Regions from separate parts of the Zea mays genome. Here region 1 is linked to region 2. The links are chromatin contacts, called in public Hi-C maps. All regions are on one chromosome and are shown on one strand. Each heading gives the region's core, a stretch centred on a gene start, on an enhancer-like site or on the middle of the called end of the contact. The rest is flanking DNA. Distances are from core to core; before and after follow the strand shown. Region 1 holds the start of LOC100276657. Region 2 holds the start of LOC100501779 (Pentatricopeptide repeat-containing protein chloroplastic).

Evidence for each region. A called contact is a pair of places that touch in the nucleus more often than the background predicts.
Region 1: a contact with region 2 is called in a Hi-C map of leaf, with 5 times the contacts expected there. The contact joins the promoter of LOC100276657 here to the promoter of LOC100501779 in region 2. A contact is called at or near these places in 6 of 25 Hi-C or Micro-C datasets (bundle sheath, ear, leaf and 1 more).

The regions. Positions count from the first base shown.
Region 1 is chr6:152,637,151-152,642,551 of Zm-B73-REFERENCE-NAM-5.0, reverse strand. LOC100276657 reads left to right here and starts at 2,809. Exons shown (of 3, transcript NM_001349453.1): 1 at 2,809-3,072. The coding sequence starts at 2,884.
Region 2 is chr6:152,466,252-152,471,467 of Zm-B73-REFERENCE-NAM-5.0, reverse strand. It overlaps LOC100501779 (Pentatricopeptide repeat-containing protein chloroplastic), which reads left to right and starts at 1,512. Exons shown (of 2, transcript NM_001196439.1): 1 at 1,512-2,223; 2 at 4,317-5,216. The coding sequence starts at 1,525. The coding sequence ends at 5,090.

The sequences.
Region 1 (5,401 bases), core at 1,560-4,059, 170 kb before region 2:
TTGGGTCATGTCTATATGTACGTGAACCTATAGGGTCACACACTTAAGGGGAAAGAAGCCTAACTCGGATTAGATCCAAAATTAGGCAGGACTTTAGGGTTACTAATGGGCCTCGAAGTTAGAAGCCCAACAGAACGCCTATATAATGAGGGACAAGTGCGCGGTTAAGAGAACCCTAATTCACCACTAGTAAACGAGCAGCCCTCTGCCCCTCGCCCTCGTCTAGCCACCGTCGTGAACCTAGCAGTTCGGAACACGATGCTTCCTTCCTATACGTGTGGATACCTTAGAGGTGCTGCATCTGTAGCACTAGGACGAACCCCGCGAGGACGTGAAGGTCGCTGGTGACTGCATAGTACTACTCGACGCGTTCGTCTACATCGAAATGTATTTCACTGCCCTACGTATCTAATGATAATTTCATGATCTATAACCGCATCAGTTACTAGTTTTATGGAGTCAAAAATTTTGTTTTACGCTAGTGTAGCCTCTCCATAATCCTTGGTCACCACAACTACGCGCGGATGCCACCACAGGTAGACATCGAGGGCGAAGCAACCTCTGTGGACTAGGAGCAAGAAACTCGAGCGGCGGCCAACGGTCCTGACAGCCATCAACTGTGACATCGCTTTAAGTGCCCAACATCGTGTGGGTGTTCGACGAGCTACAAGGGCTTATGCTGCTCTCGCGCCCCGACGCCGGGGACATCACGCTTATGCTACTCTCCTATGCCATCGAGGTTGATCCTCCCCCAAATGTTTTGAGGTTTCGTTGATTATTTGATGGAGAATTAAACCTTAGAAAATCACGTTACTTTGGTGTGATGGGGTGGAATCCAACGATAATATATCTGTTCCCGTCAAACTATGTATGAATGACTTTCTTTACATTTTAGAACCATCATTCATAGTTGATTTAATTTACTAATCGCTATATGCTTAATTGAATTAGAGCAATGAAATTCGGTGATTGATTTACTGTGAATTTTTTACATCACCATTGCTCTTTTTGTTGACTTTAACAGAACAAGTCCTGTGGCTATGTAGGAAGGTTTATTTTTCCTAGTATGTTGGGAACATGAGGTCTGAAAGTTTCAGTTGGGTGAGAATATGGATAAATATTTGTAAAGTGAAGGTAGTATTTTCAATCAATTTAAAATAATTGTGACCTTGAATTGATTCATCCTTCTATTATGAACCAACTTTTTTGGTTCATCAATCAAGCAATCTATATTCATTTTTCAGTTATTATATCTATTCTCCAGTTGTTTCATACTTCACTCAATTATAGGTAGCACTTGTCAACATTCAATATTTTTTAATTATGCAGAAATCAATTGACATACCAAGCTTAGAAGATACCTATGATCCATAAAAGGAACATTAAAATGATGATCCCATTACAGAGAACGAGAATATACCTGATCATAGGAGAAGGAAGCATGTAAGACTCAGTAATATCTTACAAAAGAAGGCTGAGAGGCCAAAGTACTTTGAGAATAGAAAGGTTGTCAAGATCTGAAAACAATAAAATATTATAAAAGTGCTCCCTTTGCACAACATTATGAATAAGTACACAAAACATACATATGTTAAAATGGTTAAGGAAAAACGTGGGAATTCAAAATACACCAGTGTCATACAACTTTGTCGCAAATCAGTCAACCGTGTCAAATTCTCAGAAACAGATGATGCCAAAAAGCAATGTTGTAGCACTGCACACGATCACACAAATCCTACTGCATACCATCTTGCCACGAAGGTGATGCATAGAAGATATGTCCCCCTCCCCATTATTTTCTATTAATTATGCATCGATCCTACTGCAGACCATCATTGCCGCCTTTTAAATATGCATATTTGCTATCCATGATATGGATAATAGTAAATTAACCTTAAATGCATTTAATACACACAACAGAACTATTACTTTGATTATGTTATCCTTAAGATCATCGATCTAAAACTTTGAATGTGTCTATATTGCTAATGGTGTTACATTTGTAGACCGAATTGTTCTACTACTGTGGCTAATTGTCTATTTAGATAATTCTATCACCTTTATATGTATCTATATATTTTGCTGCTCCTATGTATTAAAAAACAGTCTTTTAAATAGGTAAACACATCGTGCAAAGCGCAAACAAGTTAAGCTATTTTCAATGATAAGTTTGTAGCACTCTTTGCAACACTGTCATATCATTTGAAAAACTAAAAATAAAACAATGTCTCTTAATACAAAATTACTTCACTATTTTACAGACTAACATATCAATTAAATGATGCAACTCAATGACCAATAGAAAGTAATAAAATATGTGATGATGAAATAAATCATTTTTAATGGAGGTTTCACACGATTTTTAAGACCTTGAAAACAAGTTGGCATAGTTTCATCCTCATAAAACTAATTTTATCTAATGAAATCCAATCCTCTTAATACATGCTATATTATAAAAAATGGTACTCCCTCTGCCGTAAATTAAAATTCGTTTTAAAGAATTAATTGATTCATATAATATTTAATGTATGTGTTTTGTATATATGTCTATATTTATTATCATCTGTTTGAATATAGATATAAAAATCAAGTGCTAAAACAAATATTATTTTGAAACCGAGGAAGTATGTCACAGTGTGCATAAAACTATAAAACCATGACTGAGAATAGCCTTTGTAAAGAAAGGGCGAAAACCAAAGCCAAGCGCACTGCAATTTACACGAACGCCCCTGGCTCGTCGCCTATTTGTATTTTCCGCGCCTCACGCCTCGCGCCTCGTTGCTTCTTATCCTTTATTTTTTTCCCCAACCCGTCGTCGGCTGCCGGCTGCGGCACTCTGGGAGGAAGGCCCCAAGCCCTTGCCGCCGGAGACGAACCGAAACGATGGTGGGCGCCAATGAAGTGGGCGGGCTGGAGTGCGAGCGGAAGCCGCTGGCGGAGGTGGTCGGCGACTGCGTCCAGCGCTGGTTCCAGGACGCGTACAAGGAGGCGCGCAAAGGCGACGTCGCCAACCAAGTGCTTGTAGCGCAGATGTTCTTCTCGGGTTATGGAACCCCCAAGAACGAGTATAAGGTATAGCAATGCACCTCGTTTAAAAATGAATTCTCTTTTGATTCAGGTTACTTGTGCAGTCGTCTGTGCTAGGTAGATGGGGGTTCGATTCAACTTCCTTGTTTAGTTTAATTTATTATAATTTTCTCCTTTTCATAGGGATGATTTTTCTGTTTGGACGATCTTAAGGGACTGCTGGTACTGGGTTTACCTGATTAAGTCGAGATTAAATGGTAGGGGTTTTAATATGTGGACTTGCTTCCTGGATGAGAGAGTTTTGAGTCGTTTCTAAAAAAAAGATTAAGGGACCCCCTGTTTCTTGATTAAACCACAACAGAAACACAGTGTATGGGAACTTTGTTTCTCTTCCTGGCTGAAAAAAACAGTGTATGGTAAAGCTGTTTTTTTGGCAGATCCAACACTAATATTACTAGATCTCATCATAATCTATCCCAGTGATTCAGATCCAGCCTTAAGTCGCTTTGTTTGCGGGTAAGATACTACCATCCAGTGGGTTTCAACAAGCTTTTGTACTTCCAGACTGGTCATCTGCTGCTTTTCTTGGCCTTCTATGCAATCTGCTGACACTGACAATTGTTTCTCAGTTTTGAGCACAACCCGTGGCTTGTTAGTGCTGCATAGGTGTAGCATGCACTTGTGCTTTTTTACTGGGTGAGGAAATTATATGTTTTTTTTTGTTGTTAACTTTATGTTTGTGGTTGCATCCTGTTTGCAATTCCTTGGAGCTTAAGGTTGATTGGCATAAAAGTTGTTCTGACTTGTCTTCTGTTATAATTGACAGCATCGGCCTTTAGGCATTGTTTTGTGGCAGACGTGCTGTTATGCTTGGAAATTAACATTTGTGAATGTTTTATGATCAATAAAGCGGGCTAACCTATTTTCTAAAAAAGTAAAGGTTGTTCTGTTCATTGCTGTTTATTTTGCTACTAACAATAACTGGCTTACATTGCTTCGACTCTCTCTCAACCTGTAGTTCTTTTGGTAGATCTGTTCATTATCTACTTTCCATGGATATGTGAATCTGGGTTTAGTTTAGGTGAAAAATCACTATTTTACTTGTGAAATATAATTTCACAAATGGTCCTTGAACTTGCCCGGTGTCATTTGGTCTCCAACTCTTAAATTTTGATATGCCTTGTTTGGGATAGCTCCAGCTCCAACAAATTTGGTGGAGTTGGTGGAGCAGGTCATTAGGTGCTCCAGAAAATCGTGGAGCTGGAGCTGTAAGCCTTTAAAAGACATTTAGATAAGCCATTTTGTTTATTATTTAAATTAAAAATATTTTTAAAACTAATTAAATTGATATTATAAACTACAACTCCATACTGGGGCTGGAACCTGGAGCCATCCCAAACACCGCCAAACTTGTACAACAATGTCATATGGGTTCTTGAACTTGTCACGGGTGCTAGAATTGGTCCAAATGGGCTTTGATCTCTCTTGAGCTCCCGATCTTGCTGAGCAGCGTACTGGCGATGGCAGGCCCCCGTGCATAGCGGGCCCTCTCTCTTGTGTCTTCTTCTGCCGCTTCCTTGCTGCCTTGTCCACCGTTGCCTCGATAGGCCTCGGCCACTAAATCATCCCTTGGGCACCAAATTAGCACCTCCACTCTTGGCCTTGGCCACATGGGTGGACCGCTGTGGTGGGCACCTTTACCAGATTTGGGAAGGAAGAGGCTTTGAGAAAGAGAAGAGTGACGGTGACACTTGGTGTCGGGTCCATATCAAAACCCAGTCAGCTTGTCATCTCAGGCGCATGTGGGTCAGAGCCTGTTGGGACCAATGCTTGCACCCAAGGCAAACTTAGAGACCTAGATCACATCACACATAAGTTCGGGGCTTAGAAACCGGTAACGTGGAACTTGTCCACGTTCCTGTGAACGTGGGAACAATCTCGTTCCTGTAGTGTTAAAATCTTTTTTAAGTATCATGGGCACGTACCATGTTCCCATTCCATGACCCCATCGATCCGGGAACCTGGTTCCTCATTCTTGGCCTTGTCTCCTGCTAGCCGAGTAGGAGCTGAAGCTGCCCTTGCTGCTGGAGCAAGAACTTCCATCGTTGCCAGAGCAAGAATCGCCCCCATCTCCTGTGCCTCCCTCATTGCTGGAGAAGGTGAGCAGCAGCCACCCTAGTGGCCCCCAATACCGGAGTCCCTATTAGAGCCTAAAGCTACTGCTGCACCTGTCATGGTATGGATATATTTTAATTTTGGTGGGCCTCACAACATATCCCTAACCCAAACCATGACAGCCCAAACATGGGTATGAATATAAAATCACGTATCCCTATGCTATACCCTCTTTCTTATCCCATTATATTTCCTTCCC
Region 2 (5,216 bases), core at 263-2,762:
ATTGGAGCCATTGATGGCACACATATCCCAGTTGTGGTTCCTACTACCAAAGTAGTTCAACATACTGGAAGACATGGGTACACTTCACAGAATGTCATGGTCGTTTGTGATTTTGATATGAGGTTTACTTTTGTTGTGGCTGGATGGCCAGGATCAGTTCATGACATGAGAGTTTTCAAAGATGCAATTGGAAAATATGGAGATAGGTTTCCACATCCTCCAGAAGGGAAATTCTATCTTGTGGACTCGGGGTATCCAAATCGTATTGGCTATCTTGCTCCATACAAAGGTACAAAATACCATCTTCCTGAATTTCGTCAAGGTCCAATGCCAAGAGGTAGAAAAGAAACTTTTAATTATGCACATTCTTCACTTAGAAATGTAATTGAAAGGTCATTTGGTGTCTTGAAAATGAAATGGAGGACTCTATTAGATCTCCCTAGATATCCTATGGCAAAACAAAGTAGAATAATTATGGGGTGTATGGCACTTCACAATTTCATTAGGGAGAGTTTTTTGGGAGATAAGGATTTTGAGTTGTGTGACCATGATGAAAATTATGTGCCTGAAGTTGGTGAGTCGAGTACACAAGAACAAGAACAAGTAGCAGGTTCAGTACAAGGTGAAGAAGATCGGAATATGAATCAATTTCGTGATTGGATAGCAGATGGCTTGTTCAACAAACTGTAATGTTTTTGTGTGTAATAAATATTACAGAAATGCACTGCTTCTTGTGCTTTGTGCTTTGTCTGTGCTTTCGTGATCGAAATGTTTACTGTATTGTTCACTGTAATAAATATTGCTTTGTACTTTCATGATTGAAATGTTTACTGTAATGTTCACTGTAATAAATATTGCTTTGTGCTTTCATGATCGAAATATTAAAGAAGATCGAAATGGTTACTGTAGTGTATATTGCTTTGTGTATCTGTATCTGCACCAGACGTGTATAGCAGGTGGCTTGAATAGCGCAGAGGCGATTTCAGTATTTGCACCAGGCGTGTATGCATGCAGTAGATAGCAGGTGGCTTGAATAGCGCAGATAGCAGGTGGCTTTGTGTTACAGGCAAGGGTATTTTAGCCTTTTTGTAGTGTTTAGAATCTAATTAGTTCTAGAACCAAACAAATAGAGACTAAAGTTTAGTCTTAGGATTAATTGAAACCAAACATGACCTTAGACAGACCGCAGATATGGCAATATGCTAAGCTTTAACATAGCAGTTTAGACGTGCAACCAAACCCGGAATTTTAGAGAAACCCAAACATCCATTCCGTCTACAGACCCATCCGAATTCAGTGAGGTACTGGGTGGTACTGCACGTGGCTATCCCCGGAGGCCAGGACACTCATCTGCCCTTCCTCTCCCCCGCCCCAGTCGCCGTCGGCATTCAGCCCTCCCTTCCTTGGCTTGGGCCACGTCGCCCCTTCTCCTCCCCACACATCCATACTGAAGCCTCAAAATCCTCCGCCTCACTCCCATCCCATGCCCTCCTCTCAACCCTAGTCCTTCCCCATCCCTTACTCATGGCGCTCTCTTCCCACGCCACCACCGCTGCTGCGGCGGCGGCCGTCGGCACCTTTCCCCAATCCACTCGCTCCTCTTCCCGGCGATTCCCCGCGTCGTCTGTCTCCCCCCGCCCCCCGCCGCCCCCGCGCTCCCTACGCCTCGACCATGCCGTGGCGCCGTCCCTCTCCCCCGCCACCATGCCCGCGCCCGACGGTCTCCTCGCTGCAGCCATCGAACACCTGGAGCGCGAGCCAGCATCCGTCGCAGCCGACGAGGCTCCGCTCGCGGCGCTGTCCCCGCGGGAGCTGCAGCTGGTGCTCGTCTACTTCGCGCAGGAGGGGCGCGACACCTACTGCGCGCTCGAGGTCTTTGACTGGCTCCGGCGCGCCAACCGCGTCGACGGGGAGACCATGGAGCTCATGGCCGCCATCGCCTGCGGCTGGATCGAGCGCCTCGTGGGGGCCGGCGGGGACGTCGCCGACGTTGCTGCGCTGCTCGGGGAGATGGACTGCGTCGGGCTGCGGCCCGGGTTCAGCCTCGTGGAGAAGGCCGTCGCGCTCTACTGGGACCGCGGGGAGAAGGAGCTAGCTGTCGAGTTTGTCAGAGACGTGCTCAGGAGAGGGGGACTCGGAGCCGGCGCGGGAGGGGAGCACAGCTCTGCCAGTGGCGATGGTGAGCGGGGAGGGCCCGTTGGCTACCTCGCCTGGAAGATGATGGTAAAGAGGCCCCATTTCACATTTCCTGCAGTTCTTACCCGTTTTAATTTGATTTTTCCATTGTTTTGTCTCAACCATTAACTTTGTGCGATTACTGGTCCTGATTTACTTCTTGCTACTGCAAAATGACTACTATTGGGTCGTTTTATTAAAAAGTTCTTGTGATTCTGATGTGCTAATGTTCAACTTGATTTCTGCTTGTTGCCCTGTAGTTCTGATTTCTAAACTTGTCGTGTATGTGATGGTACCTTCGAGTAAGTTGTTGCCAGACCACCAGCTGTATTGAGGTGTTAGTATATGACAAGCTTTGTCTCTCACGGTCTCACCCTTTATAAATTAAGGCATGTGTATGTGGCACTTCAAAGTTTAAAGTGATCTTTGTTTGCAGCAGACTACTCATATTGGTGGTTGAACCCTATTAAATCTTTTTAAGATATCATGTGTTCCTAATTGACTCTTTCATGGTAGTTGCCAGCACATGGGTGCTGCTATAATGTAGTCAGCACGTTTCACATATGTAATTGTTTATTTATATGTAACTTAGTTTTATATATCTCTATTAGCTGTATTAAAATTAAAAAATCAACATGTGTATCATCCTATCAAGTATAAACAATGAATTAATTATCTAGCAATTATGCGCCCATGCCTCATTCATTTATCAATTGTTTACTTTGCCCCTATGTCATTTGGCAAAATTCTAAGGATTCCTTCCATTTTATTGCTAAATGCTTCTAGTTGGTCTATATTTGCTATAGGCCAAGCCCTCCCTGTGTTTATCTATGACATCAAGTGCACTAGTTGGTCTATATTTGGTGTACCAAGGACTAGGGTATTTGTTCCATTTAACTTGTTCATGACCAGATAATTCTGGGGCAATGTTTTTGTTAGCAGCCTCTCAACGCTGTGCGGTCCCATGGAGAAGAAGCAAGGATAGAGTGGGATAGAGTCAGAGATATATTAGTTCTTAGTTCAGAATTACAGAAATGTTCATGTCCATCTCCCTCTCTCTGGTTACACATATATCTGATAAGGCCTCTTGGGCCACCACCTACTGCCACTCAGGGCCCGAATAGCGCATGTTCGGTTTCATCTGGCGCCGGCCTGACAACGATGGTATTCCCGCGCTTGCCACCCGTTCCTCCATCGACTGTGCCGTAGGAGAGCTGACAGTTTTGCTAATTGCCAAATCCTTCTCCCTGTTTATCTGTGGCATGCAGGGAACACATTGGTTGTCATATTTGGCATACCCAATACTAGGGTAATTATTAGGTTAAATTTGTGCATGAATCATGATCAGGTATTTCTAGGGTCAATCTTGTCATAGGGTCTGTACTATAAGCACCCTTGAATGGATATAAAATTTGGGTAGTTATTGTGGGCTTGCTTTTAATATCAGAGATCATTTGGCAAAAGAATTGCCCAACTTCAGTTTTTCATTGTTCTTTGGGTGTGAATATGCGCCATATTTCATGGTAGAGGAGAAAGAGTTGTGCCAAACTATAGCCAAATACTCAGAGCATATCCTTCTGTACGAAGCACCAATAAATCTGAAAGAAATCCATGGTAGTTATCCATGAGTAGAAAATAAGAAATGCAGCAGTCACTCGTCCCTTCGTCTTCCGAAAGGAAGTCTGTCTGTTCTGCACTTTCCAACAGACTTTTCTTTGTGTTTAACAGTCCTTGGTTTTACTCAACTTATAGAAAGAAGACATGGTATTCCAATGCTTCATTTTGATATTAGAGTATGAACTGCAATTAGAGTCTGTACATTGGATAACATAAACAGATGTCATTAGTTATATGAGAATCAAAATGTTCTATCTAGGCAATTCATAGTATAACAATCATAATATGGATTCATGATATCCAGATTATACCAATCAAACTTCAGGACATAGATGATGCTTAAGGTTATAAAGGATGATGTGTAATGCCATAATCTACCATCTGTTCTATCTAAACACCTATTAGATCAAGTATTCAATATAATTTATCTGCTTATAAAAGCCATCCAATATTATCATATGACACTTTTTTTAAAGAAAAATCAAGTTATAATTTTTTTTTTGTGTTGCTTTTTTTCCTGACAGATGGATGGAGACTATCGGAATGCTGTCAAATTGGTCATTGAATTTAAGGAGACCGGTCTCAAACCTGAGGTGTATAGCTATCTCATTGGCTTGACTGCCTTGGTTAAAGAGCAAAAAGAATTCTCAAAGGCTCTGCGAAGATTAAATGCATCGGTGAAGGATGGCTCAATTTCTAAACTGGATGCTGAGAGCATGCATAGTATCAACAAGTATCAATCGGATTTGTTAAGTGATGGTGTTCTTTTATCGAACTGGGTAGTACAAGAGGGCAGCAGCGAAGTTCTAGGACTTGTGCGTGAGAGGCTCCTATCATTGTATACTTGTGCTGGTTGTGGCTTGGAAGCTGAGCACCAACTTTGGGAAATGAAGCTTCTTGGCCGAGAACCTGATACACAGCTCTATGATGTTGTATTGGCAATTTGTGCTTCTCAAGGGGAAGCTGCTGCTGTTCGCCGCTTGCTTGCAGGAGTCGAGTCAACCAGCGCCGGAAGAAGGAAGAAGTCTATGTCATGGCTACTGCGAGGCTATGTCAAAGGTGGCTTCATTCTAGACGCCTCAGAAACACTCATTCAGATGCTGGACATGGGCTTGCTTCCTGATTACCTGGATAGAGCTGCTGTACTGACTGCACTGCGGAGGAACATACAGGAATCCGGCAGCCTAGAGTCCTACTTGAAGCTTTGCAAGCGACTATCTGAGACAGATCTGATTGGACCATGTATTGTGTATCTATATGTCCGCAAATTCAAATTGTGGATGGCACACATGCTTTAGAGTTCTGATGAACCCTTTCGTCATATATCCACTCATGGCAGGTACAAAATGGAGATCTCTAAAAAATGTGTGTGGCTCAAACGCTTGTCCCTGATGAACAAGACATAGAAGCTTCAATTTCGGTGA